Linked DNA regions of Mus musculus: regions 1, 2 and 3 are each linked to region 4. The links are chromatin contacts, called in public Hi-C and promoter capture Hi-C maps. All regions are on one chromosome and are shown on one strand. Each heading gives the region's core, a stretch centred on a gene start, on an enhancer-like site or on the middle of the called end of the contact. The rest is flanking DNA. Distances are from core to core; before and after follow the strand shown.

What was found. Promoter capture Hi-C pulls out the DNA fragments that hold promoters and counts their contacts. A called contact is a pair of places that touch in the nucleus more often than the background predicts.
Region 1: a contact with region 4 is called in a Hi-C map of CD4 T cells, with 5 times the contacts expected there. The contact joins the promoter of Ptp4a1 here to the promoter of Smap1 in region 4. A contact is called at or near these places in 1 of 39 promoter capture datasets (pre-B cells) and 1 of 484 Hi-C or Micro-C datasets (CD4 T cells).
Region 2: a Hi-C map of CD8 T cells shows a contact between it and region 4, with 10 times the contacts expected there. The contact joins the promoter of Terf1 here to the promoter of Smap1 in region 4. A contact is called at or near these places in 2 of 484 Hi-C or Micro-C datasets (CD4 T cells and CD8 T cells).
Region 3: a contact with region 4 is called in a promoter capture Hi-C map of the HPC-7 cell line. The contact joins the promoter of D030040B21Rik here to the promoter of Smap1 in region 4.

The regions. Positions count from the first base shown.
Region 1 is chr1:30,948,336-30,951,035 of GRCm38.p6, forward strand. It overlaps Ptp4a1 (protein tyrosine phosphatase 4a1), which reads right to left and starts at 1,420. Exons shown (of 6, transcript NM_011200.2): 1 at 1,214-1,420. LOC115487084 (a long non-coding RNA gene) reads left to right here and starts at 1,536. Exons shown (of 1, transcript NR_164183.1): 1 at 1,536-2,700.
Region 2 is chr1:15,804,238-15,807,049 of GRCm38.p6, forward strand. Terf1 (telomeric repeat binding factor 1) reads left to right here and starts at 1,409. Exons shown (of 10, transcript NM_009352.3): 1 at 1,409-1,720. The coding sequence starts at 1,441.
Region 3 is chr1:16,656,261-16,658,960 of GRCm38.p6, forward strand. It overlaps D030040B21Rik (RIKEN cDNA D030040B21 gene), which reads left to right and starts at 1,292. Exons shown (of 4, transcript NR_037998.1): 1 at 1,292-2,700. Eloc (elongin C) reads right to left here and starts at 605. Exons shown (of 4, transcript NM_026456.4): 1 at 562-605.
Region 4 is chr1:23,921,082-23,923,781 of GRCm38.p6, forward strand. It overlaps Smap1 (small ArfGAP 1), which reads right to left and starts at 1,300. Exons shown (of 10, transcript NM_028534.3): 1 at 957-1,300. The coding sequence starts at 1,074.

The DNA.
Region 1 (2,700 bases), core at 170-2,669, 7.0 Mb after region 4:
TATATAAAAATCTTTTGCCCGTGTATATAAAATGGTCCTAAATTTTTTTCTTCCTTGTTTTTGTTAATTTGGCACTTTATTGAACATTCATACACAGGTCCGATATAGCTTTTAAAGAGTTCCATTAGGAAGCTGGAGGGCAGCAAGAAAAAAATTTTCCTGAACTGCTTTGAAATGAGTGGAGCCACCCAGTGGCTGGAGGACACTTCTGTTAAAACAGTGGAGACCACCGAAATCCTTCTTAATAATATCCTCCCACTCCCTCACAGGCAAAACCTCAACATGATAGGCAGCCAAGATACACGACGAGATCGTCCCATTTTAATTGCATGCACCATAAGCAAAAAAAAAAAAAAAAAAAAAAAAGGATCATTTGTGTGTGTGTATGTGTGTAGCATTAGCTTCAGTCTGTCAGACTCTAGAATCAAACCAGTCTGTGGGATCATCTGCTTTATCCAATTCTGTTCCAAATACACTCAGGTTTCAGGTAACGCGCCCAATCTAGCGCGTGTGCAAGCGCTGTTTCCTTCCGGGAACAGATCGCGATTTTCTGGTTTTCCAACCGTTTTAGCCGGCACGAAGCAAACAGCAAAATAATAATAATAATTAAAAAAAGCAAGCCAGGATAGGATTCATGACCCCTAAGCTCCGGAATCCAGACCTCTGGTCACCGCACAGACCGTTCCGACACCGTGGAAATTTCAGCTCGCCAGCGGTGGAATGGTGCAGGGCTGCTCGCTCAACAGGAGCCGCGCAGTTCTGCCCAGCAGCTCCTGTTGCTCCAGCCCAAGAGCGGACCGCCCCACGCGCAGCCCGCCTCGGGGCCGAGTCAGAGTCCCCCTCCGCCGACCGGGTCGCCACTACCGAAGCCCGGCGGCGATCGGCAAGCCCGGGCTTGAGCGGCGCGCACAGTCGCGAGGTCCGCAATCACGGGTTCACGGTGGCGAGCGCGGGCGGCCACCGAGGCCATCTTGGGAGGCCCCGGGCGCCCGGTCCCGGTCCCCCCGCAGCCCCGCCCCGCCCCGGCCACGTCCACGACGCCCGCGCGGCTTCTCGGAACAAAGGCCGCAGGGTGGCACGCGCACAAAGCCGCTGGGCTGCCCTGCCGGTCGCTCCGGGTCCGGGCCCCGCCGCCGGCGTTTCGGTCGCCCGGCCACCCTCCTTTCCCTCCTCGGTCGCTCGCTCTAACAAAGGCCGGGCCCGCGGTACTCACAGGAATATGTCTACTCATTGAAGATTGTGGCCTAATCATACAGCCGGTCCCGAGGCGGCGCAGGCGGCGGCGGCAGGGCAGGCGGCGGTGGGCGTCGCGGGGCGGCGGCGGGGATGCAGGCGGCGGGGGCACCAGACGACCATGCAGTGAGCTGCCCGAGGAGCGTCGCCGAGCCGGCCGCAGCCCAGAGCCAATGCGCGCGCCCAGGCGCCCCTGCGTCACAAGTCCGCCCCTTTATAGCCGGCGCGACGTGCGCACAGGCGGCAGCCAATCACGGCGCGGGACGCCTGCGGCTCGAGGCGGGGCCCGGGACGCAGACGTCACTCGGGGCAGCCGCCACCGGTGCGAACCGGTTGATGAATGGCGCGGTGTGCTGGCTGGTCCTCGCCACCAAACGCTCCGGTCGCTAGAGCCGCGAGTTCGCCTCAACTTGGAACGCCTCTCCGGCGGGCGGAACCCTGTAGCCCGAGGCCATAGCTCTGTCGCGCTGGCCAACGGTTTACCTTGGCCCTTGCGCCCGGGGATCTCCGTCATCACTCCATATTGATGTCGCATGACCGCTGGGCGGCTGACTCACCGCTCCAGAGCCCGGCCCTAGTCTGGGACTAGGGATTCTCGTCACCACGGGCACTTCCACGTGTGGGAAGGCTCTCCGCAGAGATTAGCCGGTGGAACCCAGGAAATGTCCCTATTTTTTTTTTTTTTTTTCTTTCGAGGCACGTGAAGCCTAGTTGCTTCCTAGCCTTTCTTCTTCTCCCCCCACCCCCTTTCTTTTTAGGTTACACCCCTAAACTGCTGATTCTGGCAACTGCAGTTGGCTCGTTTGTGGCATTTCGAAATCACATGCATCCTTTGTACTGCTGCTCATTCTCAGATAATGAAAGGTTAGCTTTTGCTAAGGGGAAGCTTTTTTTTTTTCTTTTTCTTTTTAAATTAAGAATCTTCGGCTTTATCAAGGGCTGATGTAAGTTTTTGCGTCAAAAGCTAAGCTTTCCCCTTTTGTTGATCTTCAGTCCTGTTCCAGTGTCCTTTTAATCTAGGCTTCTAAGTGAAGCCTGAGTGCAGCTGTTTCTGATCATACAAGGGCAGCTTTTATCTGAAAACCCTTTCTGCTCGCTTGTCTAGGACAGGTAAACAGGACCTTTACCTGCTTTGGAGAACTCAGCTTTCCAATAACACTGAGGCCTTTTGTTCCCTGTTTTTCTGCACATTAGGCCGGAGAAATCATAAGTTGTGCTCTCTCTTATTGTGTACCGAATTTTGTGATTTATTAGCACTTCTATTTAGAGACTTCCTTGCATAGTTACTTAAATGTCTTATAAACATGCAATCTGTAAGCAACGTAAGTACATTAAAAAAAGGGGGGGGCAGACCTTTAATAACAGCAACAACAACAACAAAAAGCAACTCATCGTCATTAAAAATTGCTTGGCCAGGGATCCATTTAAAGTCAAGAACTTGAAGCATAGATCCCTTCACAAATAGAG
Region 2 (2,812 bases), core at 159-2,658, 8.1 Mb before region 4:
GGGGGGGGGGCGGTAACTTAGGCAGGAGCCAGAGTTCCAGGAGCATGAGGGAACGCCTACTGTGTCATGAAGGTGCATTATGACCATCGGGGTTAAGACCTCAGCTCAACTGGAGACCAACCTGCAATTCCCCACAGGGTAGAACCCCCAAATAATATTTACTGCAACACCATCTCTAGAGCCTGGGGGTAATATGCCCTCATGGTCATGAAAGACCCACAATGTGAGGGCTCCCCCACGTTCTGACTCAGGAGAGGCGACACCCCAAAATCACCCACAAGAAACGGGTCTTGCTGCAAATTGCAAGAGGATTTTTTATTCAAGAGCGCTCTCGGGCCCATGGTCATACACCACGCAGGGGTAGAGGACCGTGGCGCCCCAGTAGCTGGGTAAGGGGGTATTTAAAGGAAGAAACCGAAACTCAAGGAAGTGGGGAGGGCGTTGTTGGAAGATACCAAAGATACCAGTTAAGAGTCACAAGGAAGTGTAAAGTTAATAGAGTCACAAGGAATACCTGGTAATTGTTAACTCTCAAGACAGCTTCTAAGAGCCCCTAACAATAGCACATTTGCATTGCAGGTTCTGGTAATGGCCAGGGTGACTTTCTTTGAATGAGCACTCTTTGAACCCAGGAAGCGGGTGGGTAGAGGAATGTCGCTATCTCTTTTATGATTAGCATACCTTTACAAAGGCCACATTCCCAAGCCTGGGCCTAAAGGCCTAGAATTCTGTTTTTACGTTGTTATACTTTCATTCAATGCAAACATTGTACAGTAATAGTGATCAAAATGTGGTCCTGGGACTAACAGTCTCAGCATTCATGGGGAACTGACTAGACTTGCGAATTCCAGGGTCAGCACCATCCTACCCGCTCACCCCAGGCAGAACTTTAGTGAAAAATCAGAGCCCAGCAATTTCAGCTTTAATAACCCCGGATTTCAATAAAATGAACACATAGGGTAGAAAGACAGTGTGATTACAGTGTAACAGGGTTAAATGCTCATGTTTATGGCGACAAGTTAAAATTTCTGGTGCTGCTGCTGCCATAACGCTCAAGTGCTCCAGGCTGGCCTAGACTTTGTAGTTGAAGATGGCCCTAATTCCTAATCTTCCTGTCTCCACCTCCTGAGTGCTGCTGGGATTATAGACGCGCAGTGCCATGCAGTCAAAATCTGCAGTCAAAAACCTCTCGGTTTTAACTACCCTGTTTCCAGCGCAGATTGCATTTTTTAAAATGTATCTTAGCCTATCATCCAGAAGCTACACTATCCAAAACGCCTGGGCTCGGATCGACAAGGAATTTAGCAGTTCTCAGCCAATCGGAAGCCAAGCTCCAGCCACTAGCCCACCCTAGCGATGCGATTGGCTGACTTCCACGCCCACCGCGAGCAAATCAGCGCACGGCGCCAGCTGAGGCACGGCGAGCGCTTTCGGTTTAACATGGCGGAGACGGTCTCCTCAGCGGCCCGGGACGCGCCGAGCCGTGAGGGCTGGACAGATTCGGATTCTCCAGAGCAGGAGGAGGTGGGAGACGACGCGGAGCTGCTCCAGTGCCAGCTTCAGCTGGGGACCCCGAGAGAGATGGAGAACGCGGAGCTTGTGGCTGAGGTGGAGGCCGTGGCTGCGGGCTGGATGCTCGACTTCCTCTGCCTGTCTCTGTGCCGAGCCTTCCGTGACGGCCGCTCCGAGGACTTTCGTCGTACTCGTGACAGCGCCGAGGGTGAGTGCGGGCTCCCGGGCCGGAGGCTGCGTCGCGGCCGAGACCTGCTTGCCCCGCACACACCGGGGCGGGATCCCAGGCGGGAGACGGCGCGAAACCGGCCGCTTCCTGTTTGCTGGAAGTCCTGGCTCCCGCCCCCACGCCTTCCGCGTCCCCTGGACAGAATGTTTGTTTGTTTGTTTTAAAGGGAGCCAGCCCAGTTGCTACCGCTGCTTCTGGAGCCAAACTCTAACAGATGAATATAGAAACATTTAAGAAGGGCCGGGATGCGGCTGCCAAGGGAGGTAGTACAGCTTGTCAATGCTTATCTTGCAAGCCAGGGAACCTGCGTTTGATCCCCAGAGCCTATGCCATACACATATACTTACAGCGCTGGGAAGACCGGTGACTAGGGCTCACTGACCCCTGGCCCAACCCAATTTGGCAAGCTTTAGGCCAGTGGAAGGCCAAAAACAAAGGCCTGGGGAGGAAGGATTTTTAAACTCCAGGGGATCAAATTTCCGTCTTTTGGCCTCAACGGGCACTGTATACACATGTTACACAGACAGACGTGCAGGTAAAATACCCATATTCATAAAATAAAAATAAATGAATCTTTTGTTTAAATGTTTAAAAAGTTTGACAGTGCCTGAAAACTCAGACCCAAGTTTGTCTTCTGGCCTGTGTGTTGGTGAGAGACATCCAGGAATATGGTTGGCTTACCAGTGTACATATTCACTGCCAAGTGTATCTTTGTGTTTGTTCAAACACGCCTTTAATCCCAGCACTTGGGAGGCAGAGGCAGGCGGATTTCTGAGTTCCAGGCCAGCCTGGTCTACAAAGTGAGTTCCAGGACAGCCAGGTCTATACAGAGAAACCCTGTCCCGAAAAGCCAACCAACCAAACAAAAAAGAAATAAATGTTATAAAGTTGATTATGAATTGAACAAGTTCAATGGAAACCTTTACATATGTATACTACTTCCTAAAATACAAAGAACTTCATGGTATAAATTGCAAAGTAGTGATTTGATACATTTTATAATTTAGATGTGAATCTTGGTAAAAACAATTTTGAGTATCTGTTTCACATTTGAGTTATGGTTTGTTAGAA
Region 3 (2,700 bases), core at 42-2,541, 7.3 Mb before region 4:
TTCCTTAAGGGAAACTAAATAAATGGGCACTGTACCTGGCACTAGATAACTCCTTTCAGGCAAAAATGAGAGGTAGATAGATGCACAAATGAGCCAATGTACCCAGCCAGGCAGAAATTACCCAAGTTGTCCAGAAGGTAAACTTTCTTTCAGGGTCCTATAGCTTAAAGCGGCGAGGGCTCTCTCCTGGGTCTAGCGACTGATTTTAACAGTAAAACAAATACAAGCGCACATGAGGTAGGCAAAACGGAAAAGCGATCCGGCTGCCATGCTCTTAACTCCACCCTCCCCGCGCTCAGCCTGGAGGAGGCCCAGCCAGCCCGCACCTCCTGTCCTCTCCCCTTTCCAGACCCACCGAGCTGAGCTAGTTAAGGTCCCGCCAAACTCCTCTCCCCTCCCCCAAGCCAGGAGCTGGGGAGGCCGGAGAGACTCAGAGCTTCCGTTCCTTCCCCGCCCAGACGGGAAGGGGTGAGCAGAGGGATAACTAAAGCATCCAGTCCCAGCCGCACTAACTCTCCTAGCGAAATCAGATCCCGATTCCCACCATAGCCCGACACTCACTAGCCAGTCCCGCAGCTACCGCAGCCGTAACCCCACGTACCGCCACAGCCCCTATTCAGGGCCGCCCCCCTCCCACCCCCAGCGGCCTACCCCTGTGGGTTCCGGGGCACAGAAAGGAATTACTTCCGTCGCGTCACAGCCGCTTTCTGTAACGCGCGGGAGACTGGTACCTGGCAAGGCCGAGACGCGATCTGCCGGTAACTTGCGTCTGGAGGAAGTGCGTTGTGGGCAGTAAAACAGGCCCATTTAAGAGACATCGCTACCAAATCCCAACCAATGAGATGCTAGGACTTCTTGGTTCCCAGAATGCAGCGCCATCCGGATCCAATTTCTGCCGAGAAAAGCTGAGCCGGCGAGGCAGCAGTGCATTCTGGGATATGTAGTTTCTTACAAGGTTTCGGCTAGTGTTTGGTCCGAAGTGACACTGCATCTTGGGACTTGTGGTTTTCTGTGTAGCGCTGAAATTTTTGATGTCTTTAAAGCTTGTCTCAACCTCTTTGTTTAAAGTAATACACATCAACGGGCATCTTAACAAGCTCCCAATGTGTTTGCCTCATTTCCTCTCTTCCCGATATAGGTCAGTGTTTACTGAAATATGCCACGCCCACCCGTCCAGTTCTCGCTGCCTATCACCATTACTTAAATCAGGGCCCATTATTTCTGCTCCTCACCTCCCCAGTTCCACGCCCCCCTCAACCAAACCTTTTCATTGGCTTTTCCGTGGTTACCTAGGCACCTTTCCTAGAAAGCTGAAAAGCAGCTCAGTTAAGTTTCCTCTCTGCTGTTTTCATGGAGTGGGCTTGAAAACCTAGATTCAAGATACTCAGTTAATCAGTCGCAGCTGTGTAATAGTATCCCACAAAAGGAAGTATAGTATGTATGTGCTATTTGGAATTTCTGAAACTTCTCAAAGGGTTTTGTTTTTGAATTTTTGAGACAGGGTATTTCAGTGTTACCCTGGAACTACGAGTCCCAGACTAGCTATGTATTTGGGGACAATTCTATCTCCTTCCTTAGCCATCAGGCACAGTAATTTCCCTATGTAATCCTTGGCTGCCCTCCAACTCCAATTTATAATTCTGTTTCAGCCTCAAAGTGTTGAAACGACAGGTGTTGCCTACCATGGGTTGCTCTGAAAGTGTTTGTCTGTTTGTTTGTGTTTGTGTTTTTGCTTTATTTGATTTGGCAGCTATGTATGCTTTTATGGAATTGAAAGCAAAAATATAGCTGCGGCCTTGAATTAATTTTCAAAGGCTTTGGAGAAATAATGAAAGTGTTTTGGTTGTATCCATAATTCAAAGTAGTTTCATAGTAAAAGAGGCATTTGGTAGCAGAAGATAAAACTAAAGAAAAAAATATGAAAAAACTAAGTGAGACCTGAGTCTCCCTTTAGGCAGTAAGGGTGGGCCCGACTTCCATCGTATATCTTGACTAAAGAACCAAGGATAGGTTCATGCGGCTGGCTCAGGATTCCGTTGGTTTGTTTTAAGATTTATTTGTTTGCTTTTTAAATTTTATTTGTTTTTTTTTCTTTTTCTTTTCTTTTTTTTTTGTTTCTGTTTTTTGTTTTGTTTTGTTTTTGTTTTTGTTTTTTTGAGGCAGGGTTTCTCTGTATAGCCCTGGCTATCCTGGAACTCACTCTGTAGACCAGGCTGGCCTTGAACTCAGAAATCCTTCTGCCTCTGCCTCCCAAGTGCTGGGATTAAAGGCGTGCGCCACCACGCCCGGCATAATTTTATTTGTTTTTAAGATTTATGTATTTATTTATTATTTGTGTTTTTATGTATGAGTGCTCTATCTGCATGCCAGAAGAGAGCACCAGATCCCATTATAGATGGTTGTGAGCCACCATGTGGTTGCTAGGAGTTGAACTCAGTACCTATGGAAGAAAAGCCAGTGAGCATTTAACTGCCGAGACATCTCCCCAGTCCCATGGATTCCTTCTAAAAGGACACAGAAAAGGGAACTAGGTCAGACAACTGCGATAGGTTTTTGGTTGGGTCTTTTTTGTTTGTTTGTTTCTCTGCTACTGGTGAAATGAATCAATTCAAGCCAGAGTGAGATGATATTAAGTGCAGGATTATTGGAAGTTGCTCTCTGGCCCCAAGGACAGAAGCCAGAGAGGAAGGAAGAGAATTG
Region 4 (2,700 bases), core at 50-2,549:
GAAATCTTAATCCTCGCTCACAATGGCTGTCTCTGCTCCCAGCAACTACCTATTTCCCAGAGAAAAATCAAATGTACATTTTCCTAACTACATAGAAGTAGGATTTTTAAATCTCCATTACTCTCCATGATATTACTTACATTAGAAATAAACCACATCTCCAAACAAAAACTATCAGCTAAAAATAATTTATCTATTTCAAAGGCTCAAGCAGAAACCTCCACCTGAACTAAAAATAGTGGGGTTTTTTTTTCTTCTTCTTCTTCTCAGTATCTTAAAATGCACCTTCCACATTTATGAAGTGGACAGACCAGTGTCCACAAATTCGCCAATGGGTCGTCTGGGGGAATCTAACGACTGAACTCTTTATGAACATAACACACTTTCCTTAGGACACTATAACATCCAGAATAAGAGAGTGTGAGTGTGTGTGTGTGTGTGTGTGTGTGTGTGTGTTATACATAGTATACACAAATAATGAAAACCCTATCTCGATTATGTTATGCAGTGACATCTCAAACCACCCCAAAACACTGTTCTTTTTCAGAAACAGAAGTAAACGCCCTGTGCAAGAGCTGTCAGGTGGGCAGGCAGGTAGGGCTCCATCTGGGACACCGCACCACTGGGGAAAGGGAGGACGACGCGATCTCGTGGGAGGAAGGGAGGGTCGCCAAGAGGACAGGGACCTAAGGGCGACTCCACCCACGGAGTCGCTGAGGCTGAGGCAGGAGGGCTCCCACAGCCCTATCAGCACCGCCCAGCCGGCGGCCCAAGGCGGTGGCAGCGGCGCGACGCCGGCTCCGAGCCGGAGGCTGAGGCCGCGACCTCCGTGCTAGCCGAGAGCCAGAGGCCGCCCGCCCTCCCGGGAGAGCCGGCGCGGACGAGACGCCGCGGAGGGTGGGAAGGTCACAGCCGCAGGAGGCCCCGGCCGAGCGGCCACCAAGCCCGCGCGCTACCTTTGGCCTCGCAGTCGGCGCAGTACTTGTTGTCCTCCTCCCTCAGCAGTTTGGACAGGATGAGCTGGTGCTGCTCGTTCAGCTTCTGAGCCTTCTCCCGACAGGAGCGTGTCGCCATGTCGGCGGCGGGGCGGCGGGCCCGGACGCGGGCGAGCGGACGGGCGGACGGCGCTGGCGAGGCCGGGCGGGCGAGGGCACCTGACGCCGCTGGGGCCGCGGACGGACTCGGCCCAGGAAGCGGCGGCAGCGGCGGTGGCGGCGGCGGCTGGAACCGGAGGAGGGGCGGCGGCGGCCGAGCCAGCGCCGACGTGTCCCGCCTCCTCGCCGGGCCCGCCGCACGCTCCGCCCGAGCCGGCGAGGGGCGGGGCGGGAAGAGCCGCCGCTTCCGGGAGGACGCAGCGCTGGGCGCTGCGCATGCGCCCAGCTGCCCGCGTGCCGGGAGACTCCCAAGGTGATTCCAGAGAAGCGTCTGACGCTCCCCGGGGCGAGATTCCCCACTCTTGACACCTGATCGTCGCTTGAAGCCTCTAGAGACCTGAAAGTGGAAGAATTTTTTTTTTTTACCGGGAAGCGACTTTCACAGTCTTTGCATTTTTCACAGTCTTTGCATTTGTGTACACAGCACTGGAAATGTCCAAATTATAGTTATATATATATAGTTATAATGGGTAGATGCATCCCATGTGTGTGCATCGGGAGTTTGGAAACGGTATACTAGAAGCGGATGGAATGAAATGGGGCTAAAAGTGTCTTACGTTTTAGAGGAAAATAGACATGTTTGGGGGGGAGAGGTAACGTAATAAACCCTACCTCCCTCAACAATATTGATAATCTCATATACAGGAAAATGAGGCAAAACAGTCAAGTCACTTGGCCATGCTACAAGTGGAAGAGTTAAAACCAGGCAATATACCCCGCCTAGGAAGAGGGAAAGTGATCAAAAAGTGAATTATTAAAGGGATGTCACTTTAAGAAATTGTGTGCTGCTAGGATCCCTTCCCTGGGAGAAACTTAAGCCTGTTCCTTCTCGTAAGATCCTAAAGACAAACTTAGGTATAATTCCAACAAAGTTCACCCAGGAGAACCAATGAGCTTATTAGGCTTAAAGAGCAACTGGTAAGGGGTATGGATAGGAGCATAGATGACCTTAGAATAGCCACACTGGAAGGTCTGCACATAGCAAGGATGATGGTCCTTAGGAACCTGACATGGAATTCCCTCCCTCCATCTTCCCCCAGGTATATCCTCTAGCCCCTCCCTGAGACCAGATACAAGCAGGGCAGAACCACATACAACAGTGACTGAATAGTGTGGTAGGGGTTCCCTTCCATAAGTCTCCATATACCCTCCCTATGGTGGAACATAAATAGTCAACAGGCCCAGCTGTGATGGTCCTTTGCAAGAAGGCCAAGCACAAGGCTTCTGAAACTGACAGTGTGTTTCAGAAGATGTTCCTACATAACACAATGTAAACGACATTCTTCCCTGCAAGGAAAGACAGTTTTAAAAAGGAAGACATTCTCGATGATAGCCCATCAGGTTTACTAAGGTTGAACTCAGTGAAACAGTTGGAGTGATTCGGCTTGCTGTGTAGTAAGTATGAGCAATACTATGTGTGGGCCTTATGTAAGTAGAATAAACATAGCCCTGGCCTGAGGTAGGAGAGATGCTAAGAATGGCAGGAAGCAGGATTCTCTGTGATACGCTCTACCTATCCCTCTTGGGCTTAAGATTCCAAAGACAT